7 separate regions of the Mus musculus genome follow, and regions 1, 3, 4, 5, 6 and 7 are each linked to region 2. The links are chromatin contacts, called in public ChIA-PET and HiChIP or PLAC-seq maps. All regions are on one chromosome and are shown on one strand. Each heading gives the region's core, a stretch centred on a gene start, on an enhancer-like site or on the middle of the called end of the contact. The rest is flanking DNA. Distances are from core to core; before and after follow the strand shown.

Region 1 (2,700 bases), core at 78-2,577, 500 kb after region 2:
CTCAAGACAGGGTTTCTCTGTGTAGCCCTGGCTGTCCTGGAACTCACGCTGTAAACCAGGCTGGCCTCGAACTCAGAAATCCACCTGCCTCTGCCTCCCGAGTGCTGGGATTAAAGGCTTGAACCTCCACTGCCCAGCTATACATTCAATTCTTCTACATACAAGGATGGTTTTCCGGTTTCCATGTGCCTTACAGGCTGGGGCTACACTGTGTGATTGAGCATGGCAGACCCTTGGCCACTCCTGCTGGGTCACAGGAGTCCCTGCTCACAGGTCCAGAAATGCCATGTGCCTTTGAGATGTGTGTGTTTGTCCTGAGCCCCGGGACCTTGCTTACTTTAGTGCCCTTAGCCCTTGAGCTCCCTGAGACACCAGAGCATCCTAAATTATAGCATTATAATTGATAGAATGTCAATTAAGAGATGTCTGTATCTTGTGACTTTAGGAGTTCATAATGACCTAAAAATTACCCCTAGCCAACAGAGCTGCATTGTTACATGCCTTGAAGATGAATATGCTTTACTGGAGCTGTCATCAGATGATATCCTCACCAAGGAAGTCAGCAAGACATCTGCAGGCCAGGCCCCTTTGCTGACGATTCACATGTCCAAACCGACCTTACAGATTCATACAAGTCCCTAATAGCAGATGCCTTACACCTCAAGGCCCTCAAGAGGACGGAAGACAAAAGATCTGTGAAGTCAAAATAAACGTGAGCGTGTTTTATTATTACTGCCTTGTTCCATCCTCACCCAAAGTGAGGTGGCACACAGATGATATATGAATAACAACTTGAGAGTAATTTTTGAATATGTCTGAAGATCTGTTTGAAGGCATATCATTTCTTGGCCAGCAAAAGGACTAAGCATAGAGAATCTCTGTAGCTGTACGACACTGGACTATACCCCACCCCCTTGTGTTTTGGCTTTAAAATCCTTGATTAGTAGCTTGCTTTAAGTAAATAGTAGTAGCTGGTGCTGTTGGAGAGCACGGTCTGTTTGCCATTTGACCTTTATTTTTAGATCTGGAATCTGTAAGAATGAAAGCAAAGTAAGGGTTCCCGGTACAGTTAGCCATCCTAGAGGAAGCAGAAGAGCAGGCAAGGCTGTGGGGAGTGGAGGAGAACCTGTAGCTCCCTCACCCTGCAGGAGGTGACTCTTCTGGAAGCTCCACCCAGGCAGGAAACCCCTCCGCGCTTGCGCATTTCAGCATTTCTGTATTTCGTCAGCCCTGCACCTGCTGGAATCTCCTGTCTGGCATGGACTCTGTACAGTCACCTGGTGTCCCCAGCACAGAACACCCTGAGGTCTTTTTCCTACTCAGTCAGATGCCAGAGGGTGTGGCCAGCTTTAGTTACAGAGGGAAGAACAAAAGTCATTTCACCTCTCCTGCGGAGCCTCTCAAACTGCTGGCACAGCTCCAAGCCTCTCAAACTGCTGGCACACTGCGGAGGGACGTTGCATAAACTCAGGGCCAACCCTTTTGGGTTTACCATTTAGAAATGAAAACCTGGGTTCTTCGATCCCAAACTGCTCTGTACTTACTGCAGGCCCATCTTGTCTTTGCTGCTCATCTGCAGCCTTTCTAACAGAAAGACCCACAGCAGTCACCATGTCACTGCCTACTTCTTTTGGGAGGTGACCCTGGGGAAATCCACATCGGTGTCATATGGGAAAAATGACAACCCCAACCACTGAAAACACTAAACTATTAAGCGCTATACCTAAGCACAGTATCGTATACCAGAATGTGGACAGTTCCTCCTCTCCCCAGCCTCCCCTCTCCTAGGAGTTAAACAACTAATAGATACAAAGTTGCATCCAAGTGCCCTTGCCACCACTCATGTACAAGTTCAAAACGGCCTCTGTGTTTATCAGGAAATGCTAGAGTCCTAGTTTCTACCATCTGGCTATTCAAACATTTCTAACCATGATTTACATGTGCCCATTAGGAGGCTTCCTCCATTCAAATGAGATCTTTCTTTTTCCATAACCTAGAGATTTAGTTGAAAATGACCAGGTAAGAAAATCGAAAACTTCCAGGAAGGAAGGGCACAGCAACATACTTACGTGGGTTATCCGGGCTTGCCTCTCTCTCTGGAAACATGTTAGGTGGAGCCTGAGGCCACTGCAGAACAGCTAACTCATCTCCAAATTTTGTTTGCTGAAGCCCTTTCTGGTCTGCAGAATGGGCGTGATAGAGCCAGAATCCTCAAAGTGTCTGTGCTTGGTATGTATCTTGGCACCCATCACGGATTCCTTACATCTAAAAGACCTGTGGGGGACCCAGAAGACTCAGGCAGGTGTCCCTTGGCAGTCAAGAGAACTCGGCAGTTGTTCATGACACATCTGATCCCACGAGCGAAAGAGTCTGCAAAGAGATAAGCTTTGTGTGTCCTACATTGAGTAACAGACGGATTGCTCTCTTTTATCCTATTCAAATCGGCCCCGAGTCATCATGGTTGCACATTTTTGTAATTCCAGCACTTGTAAGGCGGAGGCAGGAGATCAGAAGTTCCAGGTAGCCTCTACAACATACCACATTCAAGGCCAGCCTTGGCCACAGGAGAGCCTGTCTCAATCAAACAAACTATGTTGCCCGTGAACCTTTAGCAGCATTTCAAGTGGAAGCCTGTAGAACTCCATCTTATTGTTGTAGTAGATTCTCATTAAAATTGGAATCATGGGGGGTGGAGAGATG
Region 2 (2,700 bases), core at 135-2,634:
CGAGGCCAGCCTGATCTACAGAGAGTTTCAAGCTAGCTACACCTACGCATACTGTACCGTCACGCACTCCATAAGCAGAGGTGGCTGGCTGGTGGTTCCTTCAGGTGTTTTCCCCTGTCTCGCATCTCGCATGGAGACCTGTCTGACCAGTATCTGTTCCGCCCTACCCTTGGATGTCCAATGTGTGCATCAAACCCAGCATGCCCCAAACTGCCGTTCTGACTCCCACACCACCGGTGGAACCAGCAGGGCCAGTCTTCATCTTTGGGAGTGAGCCTGTGAGGCTGGCTTGCTCTTTCCCAACCACCCAGTCCCAACACTAAACACGTCTACACAGCTCTGTCCTGCTCCATCCTCTTCCTGCCTCTCCTCCCGTGAGCTTCCATGGCCATCTGCCCACATGTATGTTTCAATTCTGTCTTTTTTTTTTTTTTTTCAAGTTTTGGGAAAGAGGATTTTTGTGTTTGCTTTGTAGCGATAATTTGTTTGTTTAAGTCAAGGGCTCAGTACCTGGCTAACTTTACCTATGGGAGATCCTCTTCCCTCTGCCTCCAGAGTGCTGGAATTACAAGCTTCCCACCACATCGGCTTCAATAAATATTTTCAATGAATGATGACTTTCAGGTGGGAAAACACCTCCAACCAATCTAGAACAGGCGCCCTGTCCAGAGTTGTAAAAAAAAAAAAGGGTTTGGGAACTCCAGCCACCGTACGGGGAGTGAGCCTCCTGCGGAGGCACTGGGACCTGACTATCCGCAAGATGCAGGCATGGACTGACCACACAGCGCCCAAGCGGCCGGTGGGACGCTTCCTGATCCGTCCTCTCTTGGCGACTGGGAAAGAGAGAGGTGGCTTTGGCTACAACTGCTTCTGGGCCAGGTAATTCTAGAGAAAGGAATGACGCGCACCTATGGGCACCAGCTGCAGAGTTGTTTGGGTGCTCCTAAGTGACCAAAGGTCCCCGAAGCCCGATCCGGAGGAGGAGCTACGGCCGCTGCATACGGGCGGGGTGGCCCAGGGCGTGCGCGCTCCCGAGGAATGGCAATCGGGCGTCGCGGCTCCAACGCCTAATTTACCAAGGCGAGCCCAGCCCTGCCCTACGGTGTCTGTGACCTGCCCACCGAGTGGGTCCCCAACCAATGAACCTCAGCTCTCGTGAGCCACAGCTCCATGGGTCCCAAATGTCCCTGGCTCCTGTGGGTCCCAGGCTTCCCCGTCGCCTGCCCCGGCAGACAAGGAGGGGTCATTTACCGCGAAGACGAAAATCTTTCCAGGAAGTTTGTACCTATTAATATTGCTGTTCCTGGCAGCAGCTCTCCGCGCGGGGCGGGGGCAGGGCAGACCCTGCAGCTGCTTCTACCGCCTAGTGTCCGCCTCTGGCCCGGGACAAGGAGCGGAGGGCAGCTCTAGGTCCCCACGCCTACGGCGGGGGCAGGACCTGCTCGGATGCTCAAGGCGCCAGAGCCCAGCGGCTTGCCCGCGAGCAGCGCGCGGTGGGACCCGGAAGATCCCGAGGCCAAGGCGCAAACCAAGAGCTGGGACTCGGGAGGGGGAAGGGAGAGGGAAGAGAGGGATCCTTGCATCGGTTACCAGAGGCCGCTAGGCCGCGCCGTTCCCCCAAAAGAAAGCTGGTCCCGGAAGCAGGTATGCTCCTGCAGTGGGAGACCATGAGCCTCGGGGCCCTGGAGAGGTTGGGACCCTGGTTCTGACCTTGCTATGGTTTCACAGCCGCAAGGCGCTGCAGCAGAAATTTGATATTCGAAAGCTTGTGGCCTCCTCGCCACCACCTTGCAAGACTGTCTCCAGTCACAGACACAGACATTAGAGGTCGTAGTGTTGTTTTGTTACTCAGTGCAAGGCCTGGTGTGTACAACAGGATCTCTTAGAAAGAAGCACAGCTGTTTTCCTGCAGTAGCGGCCCCGGAACCACACGACCGGCAGCTCCAGCCCCAGACCACAGCTCGCTGGATTTTCAGAAGTTCCTTGGGCCAGAAGTGCCAGCCAGATCACTCTTTCTCTCAGGTCACATATGGTACATAAATCACTTTGCAAAAGAACCTTAATTTATGACTCTTTTGGGTGTTTATGTAGATAAGCAGTAATTTAGTCATCCCTGAAGTGGTGATCCCTGGACACCTCAAGTGTTAACTGTCCAGAGTATGAATTAAAGTCCCTGTGTCACACCGTCTCTTCCTCAGAATTCTAGAGTCCTCTGCAGGGTGCTCTGGTAATCATCTTCCTCCTCCTCCTCCTCCTCCTCCTCCTCCTCCTCCTCCTCCTCCTCCTCCTCCTCCTCCTCCTTCTTCTTTCCCGAGACAGGGTTTCTCTGTGTAGCCCTGGCTGTCCTGGAATTCACCCTGTAGACCAGGCTGGCCTCGAACTCAGAAATCCGCCTGCCTCTGCCTCCCAACGTGCTGGGATTAAAGGTGTGCACCACCACTGCCCCGCTCTGTTAATCTTCTTGCTCAGGATGACCAGGCCTATTCTGTGCAGGGACTCTGTCCAGCTCTGCGTGGAGGGCAGTGCCCACAAGTCACCAGTATTGAGACACGGAAGGACAGAGGTAAAGTATTTATTTCCTAATGTCCGCCTTCCAGCCTTCAGGGTCTCTTGGAAGCTCAGGGCCCATGTGGTTCTCCCAGATGGCTTGCACTAGCTTGACAGGGGACTGTGCCAGAATCTGGCGTCTTAAGGTAGGGT
Region 3 (2,700 bases), core at 142-2,641, 370 kb after region 2:
ACAGGTAGATGCAGTGCTAAGCATTTGATAGGTACAGTGAATGTATGCTAACTTGTCATGGAGGTGCTCTCATGATCCCATTTTACAGATGTGAACACTGAGACACACAGAGATTAGACAATTTGCCGAAGGTGCTAGAGATGGTAAGGAGAAAGCCTGTTGAGAGTCCCAGGTCTGCATCATTCAGCTAGGCTATCTCCTTTGTCATTTGTAACATGTGACTTTATAGCCAGATGAACTTGAGCTCGGCTCCTGTTAGTCCTGCCTGAAGGTCCTGGGCAGGATACCAAACCTCTCTGAGCTTCAGTTTTCTCCATCCTTGTGACATGGAAATACCACTCGGCCAACACCACCAGCTGACGATGACAACAGGTTGTTCTCAAAGTTAAATCCAACTTTGCTTGGGCGAGGCTTGCTACAGTCAGAAACACTGAACCTCTTCCAAGTTCTGTCTGCTCTCTCAGCCCCAACAGCACAAGCCTGCAGGAGATGATGCTGAGGAAGGGCAGCTTGGTCAACAGCAGGACCTGACACCCTCTTCCTCCACCCTGGCCCTCAGCCTGAATCCCACCTTTCCAGGATGACAGAGACAAAGAGGACCAGTCAGATTCTCTGCCAGAAGAATCACCTGAGCCATTTCTGAGCATCTGTGAGTCTTCACAGGATAGTCAGATCCACGAGTCTAGCAGAGAGGCCACCAGAGGCCTTCTAGTCCCATCCCAAGCCAGGGCGCCCTGGGGAGGGTTACTGTGAGCACCTCTGCTCTGTTGTTCCTGAGGCAGAAGGCGCGCGCGCGCGCGCGCACACACACACACACACACACACACACACACACACACACACACACTGCTTTTTCCTGGCTGGAAGATGACATTTTAGAAAGCCAGGCATCTGAAAGGAAGTTCGCCACAGAAAGCAGAAGGAGCTCAAAGGTCACCTTTGCCCCCCTTTCACAAGCAGCTTGCAGAAGGAAAGTTGCTTCTGAAACGGCCTCTGTAGCACTCACGCTCAGAGCCACGGAGGCAGAGAAGTTCCAGGCTCCTAGTGCAAATGCCATGGACACAGGTGGACACACAGAAGGGACAGGGCTGAGCGCAGGGAACTCCCACCTCAGGAATTTCTAACAAGGAAACTTTTGAGGAAGGGCTTACAGGCGGATCCCACAGCTATATTTAGAAAATTATTTCCAAGCAAGGCACACTGGAGCAATTCATATTTCTGAGAGGTAGCGCTGAGTTGCTCGTGGCTAAGGGCACTCTGTAACACAGTGCAGACCTCCTGAGCACCAGAAACCCTTTCCGCCTTCTGAAGACACTTCTGCAGCCCCGTCCTGGCAGAAGCTGACTTGCAGCTCCCGACTGGGCCGTGAGTCACCCAGTTTCCCTCTTCTGACAGGCTGTTCCCGGTCTTGAGAGTTCAGCGGCCATGCTCCTGTTCACGTGCAGACCGCTGGAGGCGAGGCACAGGAAACGGGTTGCCAAAAAGGCACACCAGTGAACCCCCAAGTACGAGCAAGATTCGTCACCCTCAGAACTTGAGGCCAGGGTCATCCTGACGTCTATGAGGATGTGTGACTTTCATAAATAGTCTGACTCATCACTGGTCCTCCTGTATCTGTCACCGTGGGGCCCCCGGTGGTGGCAGTGGGCTCTTACTTAGCCCGTTCTACGCTGCGGTATGAGGATCCCACGGGGCCATCCCAGAGATAGCATACTTGCCTCTCTCTTTCAGAGGTTGCAAACAGGGACATATTCTACCTCTGCTAGTGTCCCCAAGGTGACAGAACTGGAATCATGCTCAACCCGTCACCCTGGCAGCCTGTATGTCCACGGAAGTGGGGAGTGGGGTTTCCCACTCAATAGAGCAGGGGCACTCAGTGGTTCCTTCACTTTTTGCCTTTGGTTACAGGGACTTAACCTTTGTTTGTTGAGACTCCACCAAGCATCTCAAGACCATCAGAGAACGAAACCAATAAACACGGCGGCAACACTCCTATGTGTCACTACCCAGAGGGAGACAGAGTACTTGGTGCACACAAGAGTCCCCTTCTCATCTGCGACGCTTACAGAAGGTTCCCGATTCTCGATTCTCGTAGACTATCACAGCTCTTTCTCACTGGGTAGGGGAATGAAACTCTGAGAATGGCAGAGGCCAAGGAATGACACCGGAGCCGAGGATCCTCCAAGCTAAGGATCTCAACCCAAAGACCTTCTTTGCAGACTGGGTGCAGGCCCAGTTCCCGGAGGCAGGGCTGAAATGCATACTGCCTTTGAGGACCTAGGGAGAGGGATGTCCTTGTAGATGTCCACCTGCTGTCTGTCTGGGAAGGCTGCTTGTCCCAGGGTGGGGGTGGAGCATCTTCTGAACCCTTGGAGCCTGAGAATGGCAGAGGGTGAACAAAGTGTCCCAGGACCTCCATCCTCCCGCAGTGACGAGAGCCCTGTTGGGTAAGCTGGGCCCCCTCAATGTCTCTGGGGACAGCCCATATTTAGGAACTGCAGCATCTCTTCTAGGGAACAGACCAGCTGGTTGATTTATTCTCCTTAACTTTTGATGTTGTTATTATTAGGCACATCTGTCTCTGAGTGAGGTCACCAAGGAAAAACCCAACCAGAGGAAAATAGTTTCAAGCAGTCGTCATTTCAATCTTCGGAAAAAGGAAGCGAGTGGATAAACTAACTACCAGAAGATTCCAGAATT
Region 4 (2,700 bases), core at 173-2,672, 450 kb after region 2:
GGCGGTGGTCCACCTCCCCCAGCTTGTGATACACTCCAAGAACACCTAGAATCCCAAATTCTGAAATTAGTCTCGGTAGCCACGCGGATGGCCGAGGGAGGAGGTGCAACTCGCTGGTTCCCTCCTCGAGACTGGCCAGGTTTCCTTGGCCAGAGCAAACACCGGCTATCGAGGATGACAGGCAACCCTGCTCCACCCTCTCAGGACATCAGAGGCCAAGTCACAGGGAACCTGACCCGGACCTGCCTTCCCCAAACCGCTGCTGGAGCCGAGACCTGGAAGGGGACTTGTGTGCCCACCGTTTTCTTTCTGATCCTGGTCTGGGGCTATGCCTCTCGGCCTATGAAAGGCCGGGAAGAGCGCGGGGGTGGGTGGGGGTGGGGCAGTCCAGGCACTTTTCAGCACTAGCCTTGATGTCTGTCTGTCTCCAAACAAGTGTGTTTTGTGAATGTGGGCACGCGTGCGCGCCAGGGAGCAAACTCTGCAGTATCCAGCACTGGAATCAATCCTGGTGGCTCCCTACTGTCCCCTCAGACCCTGCAGCGAGTGTGTGTGTGTGTGTGTGTGTGTGTGTGTGTGTGTGTGTGTTTGGGAGAGGGGATGCATGTCCGCAGCTACTCAGCCCTGCGCGCATCCTGTTAGCGAGGACCCAGCTGCCCCCTCCGGGACCCACACCCCTCGGAGGAACTCTGGGCTTGCTTGCACAGTTGCAGCCCGGAGGCCTTCTAATTGTGCAGGCCTGAGAATTTGCAGCCCTTCGGGGTCCCGCAAGCTAAGCCCCGGAGCAGCGCGGCCGGCCGAGGGCAGGGCCTCGCGCATCCCGGGCAGCCTCGCCTGGCGCCAGGGGAGCCGCCGGGCAAGCCGAGCCCCAGACGCCCGCAGCGCGCCGGGGAGGTGGTGGCGGCGCAGCGGCCCGGAAGGCGATGGGAAAGTCGAATCGCCTCCTCTGCCCCCAAGGCCACGCCACGCTACCGTCCCAAATCAGCCTCCCTTCTCCGTCGTTCTAGCCCTCACCTCCGTGCTGTGCTCGGACCCCGGAACACCCAGAGGAACCCCAGCACAGATGGAGCGGAAAGAGGGTTCAGAGACGAGGGCCAGGAAGGAGCCGCCACGCTTACCTGCAATTGCTCAGACTTCCAGGTCCCGTGCAGGCGACATGCCCCGGGGACTCCGGGCTCGTACAGACCAAGTGGCTTAAAGTTTTTTTAAAAAAATAAAAAAGCTCCCAAAGGGTTTCCGCAACAACTTATGGAAGACGGAAAAAGTGGGGTGCAACGAAGCTGAATGTACCGGCGCAGGGACTAGGCGATCCCGGAGGGGACACCGCCAGGCCGACCCTGCGTTGCTCTGTGCTTGGTTGGAGACACTACCGCTGTCAGCGTCTGCTCCCTGCTACTTCAGTGTTTGTTCAATGTAAGATTTAAAAAAAAAAAAAAAAGTTGGGGGTTGAGGGAGGAGGCAGAGAGGCGGGGGCTTGGGGGAGGAAAGCAGGAAGGAAGTTGTGAGCCTGTCTGGGGTTGAACTCAGCGGAACAAGTTTTTCTTTTCTTCTTTTTTTTTTTTTTTTCTATTGCTTGGCAAACCGAGGGAGGGAAACACTTAAAAAAAAAGTTTCCATTGTTAGCTAACAAAAAAAAAAAAAAAAAAAAAAAAGACTTTAACTTCTGCGGGTTAAAGATATACGATTTATTTTCCATCCCTCGACCAAGGTTTGCTGGTGTCTAGTTTTATGAAGCTACGTTTGAAAACTGTTTTTAATAAAATTTTGAGTGTGCTAAACAAAGCTGCTGGGGGGGGGATTTTTCTAGCATCGAAAGAGGGGTAATATTCTGCCTAAGCAGAGGGTGTACTTGTACTACAATAGGCAACTTTTTACAAGGTATATTGCATATATTGCAGGGCATTTCCTTGCACAGTTTTAGGTTTTAATGCACCATGGTAGAATTTTGGAAGACTGGTTGGACTGTGAGCTGCTGAGTGTCTTGTAGGCTAGATGTGTGAAGGAGCTCTGCATTAAGCAGTTATCTATAAACGCACACAGAGGCTGTGCTGTTCGCGTATTTTTGCACTCAACTCTCAAAAAGTTATTTTAAGAAAAAGCATAGTCCTGGGGCTGAGGCCCGATCAATGTCTTCAACCACTTGCTCAGTCTCCTGTGAATTTACTCCTGCGTTTTCAAGGGTTCTACTCTACCCTCAAATAAAGGGGGGGGGGCACCAGGCAACACTGGAGGGCGGGGGACACTCCCTGCCCCCATACACACACACTTAAGCCCCACCCGGCACTGCAAGCCTGTTTTGCATAATTCCCTAAATCTTAAACTCTAGCGTTTAGTGGAAACAGGGAACACAGCTGCGAGGTTTAGGAGATTTAAGAATCCTAAGCTTGTATCCGCCCATATATCCTGATTAGCCAAACCTCGGATGGAAAACCTGACCGCCTGTAGCAAGCAGACAGCTTACTTGTTTATGTAACAATACCGTTGAAGTGAGCAAAGCAACCTGCAGCTTGGTCAGGAAAAGACTCAAGCAAATTTGAAACCAAGAGCCCTTCCAGCCAAGAATTCCTGGAATCGGACAAGTCCTTTCTGGTTTTGTTTTGTTTTGTTTTTGTTTTATTTTTTATTTTTTTTAACATACCCTGGAAGGCTTGAATCTGGTTTCCCTCTCACCCTCAATGGGGCTGAATAAAGATGCCTGTC
Region 5 (2,700 bases), core at 103-2,602, 350 kb before region 2:
TATTTGGCATGTGAAGAGTTAATTAAAAGCACAGTATAAAATATCATTAGTGCTGGGTACTGGTAGCAAACACCTTTAATCCCACACTTGGGAAGCAGAGGCAGCCAGATCTGTCTGAGTTCGAGGTCAGCCTAGACTATAGGGCGAGTTTCAAGACAGTGCTGCACAGAGAAACCCTGTGTAGCTGTCTCTTTTTGCTAACTTTGGCTACTTTGTGGGTTCTTCTTTCTTCCACCCTTTCAACCCCTTAAACTAGATAGGAAAGAAAAAGGGGTAGAAAGGAAAGGGGGTGTTATCATTAGACTGTTTTCTGCTGACTAGGGGCAACTGGTTCCATAGGGCAAGTCTGATCTTTGCTATCAGAATATCTAGTTTCTTCTTTCTTCTTGCATAGGACTACTTAACAGACCACACCAATAGCAAACAACCAACAACCCACCACACCTCTTGGGGACCCTAGCATTTTATATGATCTCTGAAAAGTACCCAGAATTTCAAACGTCAACACTATCTCAAAAACTGATGCTGGCAAAATCACGCCTGTTAGAGCATAAGGCAAATCGTAGTCAGATGTTGTGGACAAACTGAAACCAGTATCCCACACTTAGCATTAAAACAAAAGCATGAGCTGGGTGTGGTGGTGCGAAAAAACAAAAACAAAAAAACAAAAAACAAAAAAAAACCCTAAAGCATATTCCCATAATATTTCTGTGTTTTTCAAAGAAAACAATCCAAAATTGTCAGCTACAATCTTGTCTCAAAAAACAAAACAAAACAAAAAAACAAAACAAACCACCTCATTAGCAGCTGAGCTTAGACATGTTGCTGGTTGCCTTGGAACTTGTCCTATAGACTGAGCTGCCTTAAATTTGAGGCAGTCCTGCTTCTGCCTCCTGACTGCTGGGACTCTGCTCATTAGTAACTTCTTGTATTAACTGTGTTGAAAGGAGAGTGTTCGGGGTGTGTTAATTAAAATAGATTTGTTGGTAGATGAGTGTGGCTCAGTGGTTCATTTAGTGCTTAGAATATGTAAGGCTCTGGGTTCAGTAGTTTGCACCTATGAAATGCCTCTTTATTGTCTACATTTAAGTGTGTGTTGTTAGTGTGCTGTGAGGTGTACACAGTGATATATACAACATGTGTGACTTGTGATGTGCTTCTCCTGAACAGTGCTGCTGTAACTCGTTTCTCAGCACCAAGCCTTGGTCTGGCGGATTCTTTCATGTGTGCCTACGTGCACATGAGCGTGTTTATTTGCAAATGCATGTGTGAGTCACATACCAGAGAGCAATGTCAGATGTCTCTCAATTGCTCTCTACCTTTTCTTTGAGAAAGAACAGTCAGCCGGTCACTGGTGACTCATGCCTGAGTTTCAAGGCTACCCTGGTTTCAGAGTGAATTCCAGGACAGCCAGGGCTACCCAGAGAAACCCTGTAATAACAACAAAAACAACAGAATAAACTTAAAGCACACACGGAAAAGGGGATGTCTGTGATCTCAAAATATCTCACTAAATGTGAGGCTTTCTAGTTGTGCTATCCTGGCTCACCAGCAAGCTATAGGCATATAGCTATAGCATCCTCTTGTCTATAGGCATATAGCTATAGCATCCTCTTGTCTATAGGCATATAGCTATAGCATCCTCTTGTCTATAGGCTATAGCATCCTCTTGTCTATAGGCATATAGCTATAGCATCCTCTTGTCTATAGGCATATAGCTATAGCACCCTCTTGTCTATAGGCATATAGCTATAGCACCCTCTTGTCTTTGCCTTGCCAGCACTGGCATTACAGACCGACCTCATTGCACACAGCTTTTTATGTGTGGGTGGGGAGGGGTCTGAACTCAGACCTCATGATTTTATGATACTTTACAAACTGAGACCTATTTTGTTTTGATTTTGGATCTTGAAATAGGCTATTATTATTATTATTATTATTATTATTATTATTATTATTATTATATGTAAGTACACTATAGCTATCTTCAGACACACCAGAAGAGGGCATCAGATTTCATTACAGACAGTTGTGAGCCACCATGTGGTTGCTGGGATTTGAACTCAGGACCTCTGGAAGAGCAGTCAGTGCTCTTAACCGCTGAGCCATCTCTTCAGCCCTTGAAATAGGGTTTTTTTTTGTAGCCTAGTCTAACTTTGAAATTGTTATGAGGCTAAAAATGCCTTAAACAGATTCTTCTGTTTTTACTCCAAAGTGTTGAGGTTGCAGGTTTTCCATTTACACTATTAGTGGGCTGTTCCCCAGTATCTTTACTTTAAGCTACAAGTATTCAACTATCAAGAACATTATTATAATTGGTAAGAACCTGATGTTTATATGCCTCAAGTCTTTTAGAAGAGATTAACTGGCACAGGTGAGAAAAAAATTATCAAATAAAAAATTTAAGCTTTCAGGTTTCTGAAAGAAGGCAGAATCCTTGAGCAAAGAGATTGCGAGTAGTTAGCAGTGCTATAGCACAAATGGATATAGCTGTCCTTGAAGAAACATCTGTTAGCATTGTAATCTGAAATACAGAATTTTTGTATTTTCTCCCCAGATTTTAAAAGACTCTTCTCTTTTGGAAAGTGATAAGAAAAGGAAAGGTAGGGCAAAGGGCAAAGGAAACAAAAGAAAAACAGAGAATCTTCAAGAAGTAGATGGAGAAATAGAAGCTCTTCTGCAAAAGAAAGGTAAGCTGTC
Region 6 (2,700 bases), core at 112-2,611, 390 kb after region 2:
TCTGCAGCCCAGACTCATCCAAAAGGTACTATGTAGCACAGGTTGGTGTAGATCCTCCTGCTTAGCCTCCCACGTGTTGGGTTTACAGGAGTGAGCCACCAACCTGGCCCCATTTGCCCTTTTGTAATCAAACAAACAAACAACAAACAAACAAACAAACAAAACAGAGCTGAGCTACAGCTTTGGTAAGGTTTGTTCACAGGAGACTCATTCTAAGCCACTCAGTTACCAGGAAGGTGGTTTCCTGTGTTTAGAGTGAGGCCACCCCAGAAGGGCTCACAGGTGTCAATCAACAACTCTGCTGGAGAAAAGGGGCAGGCAGCCAGGATGCAGGAAGGGGGCATCCCCAGGGCCAAGCCCTAGGCAAGCATTACTCTGAGGGTAAGTCTGCATGGGAAAGGCTGTCCTGGGAGTCCCTAGTCACTTTCTCTAGGGATTAGAGCTTTGGTTCCTTTCCAAAACAGCACTTACTGACTCTCAACATGTTCCTGTTGTTCGTTTTGATTGCAATCTTGCCATTTGTGAAAATTAAAACATACCTGGATGCTAAAGAAGACTATCTCCTAATGTGCCAGCCATCTCCTGGGTCCCCTCATCCCTTCGGTGCCTTTGATCTCTTTTAAGTCTGGTGTATTACACTCCTGGAATTTAGAGAGGAGCTAATCTTGTCTTACAGTGTCTTGAGTCTGACAACCCCCAAGCCAAATATGTCAGTTCTCAGCCTCCACGCAGAAAACAGACTGATTAACCACATGAAGGCAGACACCAGGGGTCTTTGAGATGCTGTGGATAGAATGGTTCCCGAGGAATATCTTTAACGTTCTAGTTCCCTTTTAACTGATGTTTGGGGGAGGGGGAGATAAGAGATGGACATTTTTCTCTATCAGGGTAACTCAAGGCTTTACTTAAAATTGCTTAGGAATGGTAATAAACACAAGCAATGCATGAGGAAAAACCTACCAAGGATGACTGCAAGGATTTTTATTTCGTTCTCTGAATTAACCCACAACAGATGTGAATGTTTCAAAAAAAAAAAAAAAAGTTAAATGTTACTGTTTTAAATCACATTTCACAGGCAAGAGCCAAGAAAGCGTCTGACTTTTGAAACCACTTTCACCAGTGTAGAAGGCGTCGTTCTCAGCTGGAGAGAAAAATCTGAGAGGAATCCAGAGAATGCCACGCAGGGGAGAAGACAGAAATGTCTCTGTAGTCTCTTACTGATGTCGGAGTCTAGGACCTGTTCACCGAGGCTAACAGCTCAAAGTCATCAGAGCCCTCAGGCCGCTAGGGACCGCTCCAGGGTGGCACATCCCATTCCTGATGGAGGGTGGGGCCTGCAGGCATAGGGTGTCCAGGACATGGCTCCACCCCGCCTTTCCATGACGTCAGGCTCCGGGGGAAGGGCCGAGTGCGTGAGAGGCGGGGCACTGCGCTAGGAAAGAAGGGCGGAGCTAAATAAGGGGTGGGCCGGAAGAAGGGAGGGCATTGCAGAGGAGGGAGGGGCGGAGCAGAGTTAGGGGAAGCCGGAGTTCTAAGACTCTGACAAAGCGCTAGTCTTCCTTCCTGAAACCAGTTTGCCTTCCTGAAAGGCAGCCCCGACTTTATAACTTAGTTTGGAGGGAGAGGTCGGAGGTAGGGAATGTCTGTGGCCACGAGTAGAGGGGACAGAAATTCGTCCCTTTTATGACCAGAAGAATTAATGCTAAACAATCAGGGAACTTTAAGGAAAAGGAGAGCAACGACTCCACAGAAGAGAGGAAGAGGAATAGAGAGTGCGCATGTTTCCCAGCAGGTACACAGAGGCAGACATCTGTGAAAGGAATTTGTTTAGAGTCGCGACTCAGTTTAGTTGAAGCAAAAGCAAAGTCAGAGAGAGGAACTGAACAGTTTCTGTTGTCCCAGACACAATTTAAAGCGAATTTGTCCACTGACGGACCTTCTCTGTCCACGTGCCTTAAAGCCTCTGGACACAGCAGAGCCTGTCCCTGGGGCCAAGCAAGGGAGAAAATTCAATGTGAATGCAAGACACCTCCATCCCGATCAGGGCGCTCAAGCCTTGTGAGAAAGGGTCCCCCAGATGAACAAGTGGTCAGCATTTGAGGCCAAGTCCCTGTCCCTGTGTTTGCCAGCTCCTTTAGAATCGCTGGAACCTCCACTTGAGCCGGGGGGGGGGGGGAGAGGGAAAACAGGGGGGGGGCGGGAGGGGTGGTGGTTGGGGGGTCAACCTGTATCACTTGTGTGGACATTTACCTTAACACCTTGCTCAGCTTGCCTCCTCTCACTATGTAAAATTCAGTGATACATCAGAAAACAGTACTTGGGGCACACAGCCCCCACACACTGCTGCAGCCCCCCCCCAACCTCTGTCTCTTTTCTGGGACCCACAGTCCCAGCTGACACGGCCCTCTGCCCTAAGGGATGGTACTTTATTACTGTGGATTAGTCAGCGAGTCTGTTCCTATAGACACTACCATCCTTCAAAAGGTGAAAAGAAAGGGAAGAGAAGGAATTAGTAATACACTGTGGGTATATATTCCATTCCTGTCGTTACTCAAGAGAGCTCCCACCTATTCCCTGAGCTAGGCCAGAGTTGGGAAGTCTTAAGAAACGGATACAACTACAGGCCAAATCTAGCTCAGGCTAGCTGACAGAATGCAACTGCTTATAGCATATAGAAAAACACCTTCATCAAGGTAAAAT
Region 7 (2,711 bases), core at 130-2,629, 290 kb after region 2:
GGGATCTTTAGATGAAATGTCATTTATGCATATGGGTTTTGGAAAGAGATCACCTGCTCCACATTATCATGGACGATTATGCTTTAATTGCTCCATCTAGAAAACACAGTACTATGTAGTGCTTTGTACAGTTAAGGCAGGCATTGAATGTGGTTAAGAGTTTGGGATGCTGCCCAACAGAGGATGCTGTGATAAACATTTAAAATAAAACATACCTACAAGTAGTTTCTGTTGGCCATTAAATCTTGACCTGCATCACTTTCTGGGAGGGGCTTTAGTGACTGATAACTCCCCTACAGTTGGATGCATGGGAAGGTCCCAGTCCCAGAACCTTCGAACCTTCAGCATATCCCAGCCAATTTGTCACTGGCTCTGCGGTACTATCATTGTAATGACTACAATCCTGCAGGCTACCTTGTAGACTTAAAATATTTATCTATTTAGAAGTGTAGTCTTGCTCAAGTTGGTCTTGAATTTGATAGGAAGAGAGCCTCCTACCTACACCTCTCAAGGATGGGATTGCAGCCATGAAGCACGTGCCCCGCTAGAGGAGGTCATTTTCATCGGAGTAGATGAAGGGTCTTATTGAAAAGACTGAATTAGGCTCTTGGTTTGGACTCTTGCCAAGTCTATTCGCTTATTCCCACCGGTGCATCGTTAACACCAGGGGGCGCTGTGGGCGCACCGCATCTTCACCAGGTAGTCATAACTGGCCCAGATGTCCCGCAGCAGCACACTGGTCAGGGCATGGTTCCCACTACCAGCTCCGTGGCTCCCTCAAGCAAGCATTCCTTTCCATTTTCGTTTCTATGTGTGTGAACTTATACGTGAGACAGTGTGTGTGTGTGTGTGTGTGTGTGTGTGTGTGTGTGTGTGGGCGCGTGAAGGGAACATCTCTTGCAGACATGCATGGGTTTATAAAGCTGTAAGCTATATTTCTCGCTTCCAGTCCTATCAGCATCTGTGACTCGAAACACGTTGCTTTTTCTCCGTGACTCGAAATGCAAAGTGTTTCTAGGTTTCAGGCTTCAAGCGTCCCTAGCCCCCACCTCCCTAGCATTAAATGCACACTCCAGAAGAGAGATTCAACCTTGAGGCTTTTCCAACTGAATCAGCCTAGTGCACGCCCAGCTCTCCAGGACCTTGAGTGAGGTTCTCAGTTCACCTGTGCTAGGAGGGTGAGGCACATCCATCCCTCTGGGTACCTAGACCACCAGCATCCTTGCGCTCTCCTTGCGCTTTCTTCCCTTGCTGGGGTCTCCATTGCTGGTGAACCAAGGGCTTTGCAGAGAGGTGTGGAGGGGGCGGGGAAGGGGCCCGGAGGGGAGGGGCGAGGGAGCGCTGTCACAGAGTGTCACGCTGCCCCTCCCGCCCTCCGCCCGGAGTGGGGGCGTGGAGCGCGGGAGGGCGGGCTTCTCCGCCAGCCTCGCAGCACCCGGAGCGCACTGGCCTCCTGAGAAGGGCGCATAGCGCGCTGCCAGGAGCCCGCAGCCGGCCGCCGTCTGCCCTGGTGCCCCGGGCGGCTGCAGGGTTCCTGGAGAGCGCGTCCAGCCATGGAGCCTTTGCACAAAGACGCCGAGACCGCGGCGGCGGCGGCGGCTGTGGCAGCGGCAGATCCCCGGGGGGCATCGTCGTCCAGCGGGGTGGTCGTGCAGGTTCGCGAGAAGAAGGGGCCCCTGCGCGCCGCCATCCCCTACATGCCCTTCCCGGTGGCTGTCATCTGTCTCTTCCTCAACACTTTCGTGCCGGGATTGGGTAAGAAGTGTGTGTGTGGGCGACCCTTGTGACCCCTTTAACCCCTGCGGTCCCTGCGACCTGGGCTGCCTGATGGAGACCAGGCAGGGCAGAGGTAGGCACTGGCTGAGACCCGTGGATGTGTCCACCAGCTTCAGGCTGTGCTCCCACGGTTGGTATCTAGCAGGTGGCTGAAGCCTGTGGCGTGGGCATCCTAGAGAAGAGGTACCACGCTGGGGGGGTCTCCGACCCACAAGCGAGGTGGCCAGGCAGAGAAGAGCTATGAAATTGACAGAGAATCTTGGAGTCCCAAGCAGGGACCCGACGGCTCACTGGCTCCAGGCTAGGCTACTGTCCAGAAGAGTGGAATCTTGGCCCTTCTTCCCCATCAAGTGCGTCTGTGATCCCTTTACTTCGGGAGGAGAGGAGGCCGAACAGGAAGAACTCAGGGCTGTGATGGGGTTGACCAGGCTCCAGGGAGTCTGGGAAGTCGGTTGAGCTGGGGGAAGGGAGACACACAGTTTCAGGAGACACACTGCATCAGGTCACGCTTTCACGCGGTGCAGAGCCTGTGGAGGTGGCAGTTCTTTAGCCAGAGTCTCTTTTCCTGGTGTCCGCTTTTCTGCCTGACACTTCGCAGTACACCGACGGAAAGGGGTGATTTTATTATTCCGTTTGCATGCATGTGTATTTAGACTGCATGTGACCAGAAGTGAGCCGGTAAGAAAGCGAAGAGTGAGCCTTGATAAGTCTGTATTAGGCTCTGGCTGTCTGGACACACCCCAAAGCCACTGCTGTCCCAAAATAGTGCCTAAGGGTGAATAAAGTTAAAGAATGAGAGCTTTCTTGATCGCCTCTCTCCAGCACCCATCTCTGCCTGCATGCCCTTCCCCCACTTCCAACTTGATCTCCTGCCACGGGTGGACCCTGCACACGAGACGGAGGCGCCCTCCTCGGCAGCGTGCAGGGCTGCAGAA

The links. ChIA-PET counts read pairs in DNA pulled down with a chosen protein or histone mark. HiChIP or PLAC-seq counts read pairs in DNA pulled down with a chosen protein or histone mark.
Region 1: an H3K4me3 HiChIP or PLAC-seq map of bone marrow-derived macrophages shows a contact between it and region 2, with 5 times the contacts expected there. The contact joins the enhancer-like site here to the promoter of 2900024J01Rik in region 2. A contact is called at or near these places in 1 of 15 datasets of contacts at CTCF or cohesin (large pre-B cells), 15 of 484 Hi-C or Micro-C datasets (B cells, the CH12 cell line, the G1E-ER4 cell line and 8 more) and 14 of 115 datasets of contacts at active chromatin or transcription factors (the 230-238 cell line, T-cell acute lymphoblastic leukemia, bone marrow-derived macrophages and 8 more).
Region 3: a contact with region 2 is called in an HNF4G HiChIP or PLAC-seq map of pancreatic cancer cells. The contact joins the enhancer-like site here to the promoter of 2900024J01Rik in region 2. A contact is called at or near these places in 1 of 15 datasets of contacts at CTCF or cohesin (embryonic stem cells), 3 of 484 Hi-C or Micro-C datasets (CD8 T cells and embryonic stem cells) and 17 of 115 datasets of contacts at active chromatin or transcription factors (CD8 T cells, the HPC-7 cell line, T-cell acute lymphoblastic leukemia and 10 more).
Region 4: a contact with region 2 is called in an RNA polymerase II ChIA-PET map of memory CD8 T cells, with 216 read pairs. The contact joins the promoter of Itpkb here to the promoter of 2900024J01Rik in region 2. A contact is called at or near these places in 9 of 39 promoter capture datasets (the 3T3-L1 cell line, the HPC-7 cell line, embryonic stem cells and 4 more), 1 of 484 Hi-C or Micro-C datasets (CD4 T cells), 10 of 115 datasets of contacts at active chromatin or transcription factors (bone marrow-derived macrophages, craniofacial prominence, double positive thymocytes and 4 more) and 1 of 9 other capture datasets (embryonic stem cells).
Region 5: a contact with region 2 is called in an HNF4G HiChIP or PLAC-seq map of pancreatic cancer cells. The contact joins the enhancer-like site here to the promoter of 2900024J01Rik in region 2. A contact is called at or near these places in 1 of 484 Hi-C or Micro-C datasets (large pre-B cells), 3 of 115 datasets of contacts at active chromatin or transcription factors (bone marrow-derived macrophages, large pre-B cells and pancreatic cancer cells) and 1 of 9 other capture datasets (liver).
Region 6: a contact with region 2 is called in a FOXA1 HiChIP or PLAC-seq map of pancreatic cancer cells. The contact joins the enhancer-like site here to the promoter of 2900024J01Rik in region 2. A contact is called at or near these places in 4 of 115 datasets of contacts at active chromatin or transcription factors (bone marrow-derived macrophages, craniofacial prominence, embryonic hindbrain and 1 more).
Region 7: a contact with region 2 is called in an H3K4me3 HiChIP or PLAC-seq map of bone marrow-derived macrophages, with 6 times the contacts expected there. The contact joins the promoter of Stum here to the promoter of 2900024J01Rik in region 2. A contact is called at or near these places in 12 of 39 promoter capture datasets (the 3T3-L1 cell line, 3T3-L1-derived adipocytes, the C10 cell line and 7 more), 1 of 15 datasets of contacts at CTCF or cohesin (pro-B cells), 4 of 484 Hi-C or Micro-C datasets (cerebral cortex, cumulus cells and embryonic stem cells), 13 of 115 datasets of contacts at active chromatin or transcription factors (T-cell acute lymphoblastic leukemia, bone marrow-derived macrophages, embryonic forebrain and 4 more) and 3 of 9 other capture datasets (embryonic stem cells, liver and pancreatic islet).

What each region holds. Positions count from the first base shown.
Region 1 is chr1:180,278,453-180,281,152 of GRCm38.p6, reverse strand. No RefSeq gene overlaps it. Among named protein-coding and RNA genes, the nearest start is that of Gm31728, 23 kb to the right of the region's middle. Within about 2 kb of position 1,327, at least 112 of the 459 cell types and tissues checked have an H3K27ac peak or open chromatin away from gene starts, as enhancers often do. A contact at or near this core is called in the CH12 cell line, T-cell acute lymphoblastic leukemia, bone marrow-derived macrophages and 1 more, where this site is marked.
Region 2 is chr1:180,776,645-180,779,344 of GRCm38.p6, reverse strand. It overlaps 2900024J01Rik (a long non-coding RNA gene), which reads right to left and starts at 1,384. Exons shown (of 3, transcript XR_373751.4): 1 at 1,286-1,384.
Region 3 is chr1:180,402,657-180,405,356 of GRCm38.p6, reverse strand. All of the region lies in intron 2 of Itpkb (inositol 1,4,5-trisphosphate 3-kinase B), which reads right to left. Gm39712 (a long non-coding RNA gene) reads left to right here. Exons shown (of 5, transcript XR_003948302.1): 1 at 1-372; 2 at 465-649; 3 at 1,396-1,820; 4 at 1,909-2,071; 5 at 2,570-2,700. Among named protein-coding and RNA genes, the nearest start is that of Gm39712, 4.4 kb to the left of the region's middle. Within about 2 kb of position 1,391, at least 216 of the 459 cell types and tissues checked have an H3K27ac peak or open chromatin away from gene starts, as enhancers often do. A contact at or near this core is called in CD8 T cells, the HPC-7 cell line, T-cell acute lymphoblastic leukemia and 2 more, where this site is marked.
Region 4 is chr1:180,329,198-180,331,897 of GRCm38.p6, reverse strand. Itpkb (inositol 1,4,5-trisphosphate 3-kinase B) reads right to left here and starts at 1,422. Exons shown (of 8, transcript NM_001081175.1): 1 at 1,119-1,422. It also overlaps the pseudogene Gm5069.
Region 5 is chr1:181,130,728-181,133,427 of GRCm38.p6, reverse strand. It overlaps Nvl (nuclear VCP-like), which reads left to right. Exons shown (of 23, transcript NM_026171.2): 7 at 2,558-2,690. Among named protein-coding and RNA genes, the nearest start is that of Nvl, 12 kb to the left of the region's middle. Within about 2 kb of position 1,352, at least 33 of the 459 cell types and tissues checked have an H3K27ac peak or open chromatin away from gene starts, as enhancers often do. A contact at or near this core is called in pancreatic cancer cells, where this site is marked.
Region 6 is chr1:180,386,327-180,389,026 of GRCm38.p6, reverse strand. All of the region lies in intron 2 of Itpkb (inositol 1,4,5-trisphosphate 3-kinase B), which reads right to left. Among named protein-coding and RNA genes, the nearest start is that of Gm39712, 21 kb to the left of the region's middle. Within about 2 kb of position 1,361, at least 389 of the 459 cell types and tissues checked have an H3K27ac peak or open chromatin away from gene starts, as enhancers often do. A contact at or near this core is called in bone marrow-derived macrophages, craniofacial prominence and pancreatic cancer cells, where this site is marked.
Region 7 is chr1:180,482,172-180,484,882 of GRCm38.p6, reverse strand. Stum (mechanosensory transduction mediator) reads left to right here and starts at 1,379. Exons shown (of 4, transcript NM_001081227.2): 1 at 1,379-1,755. The coding sequence starts at 1,554.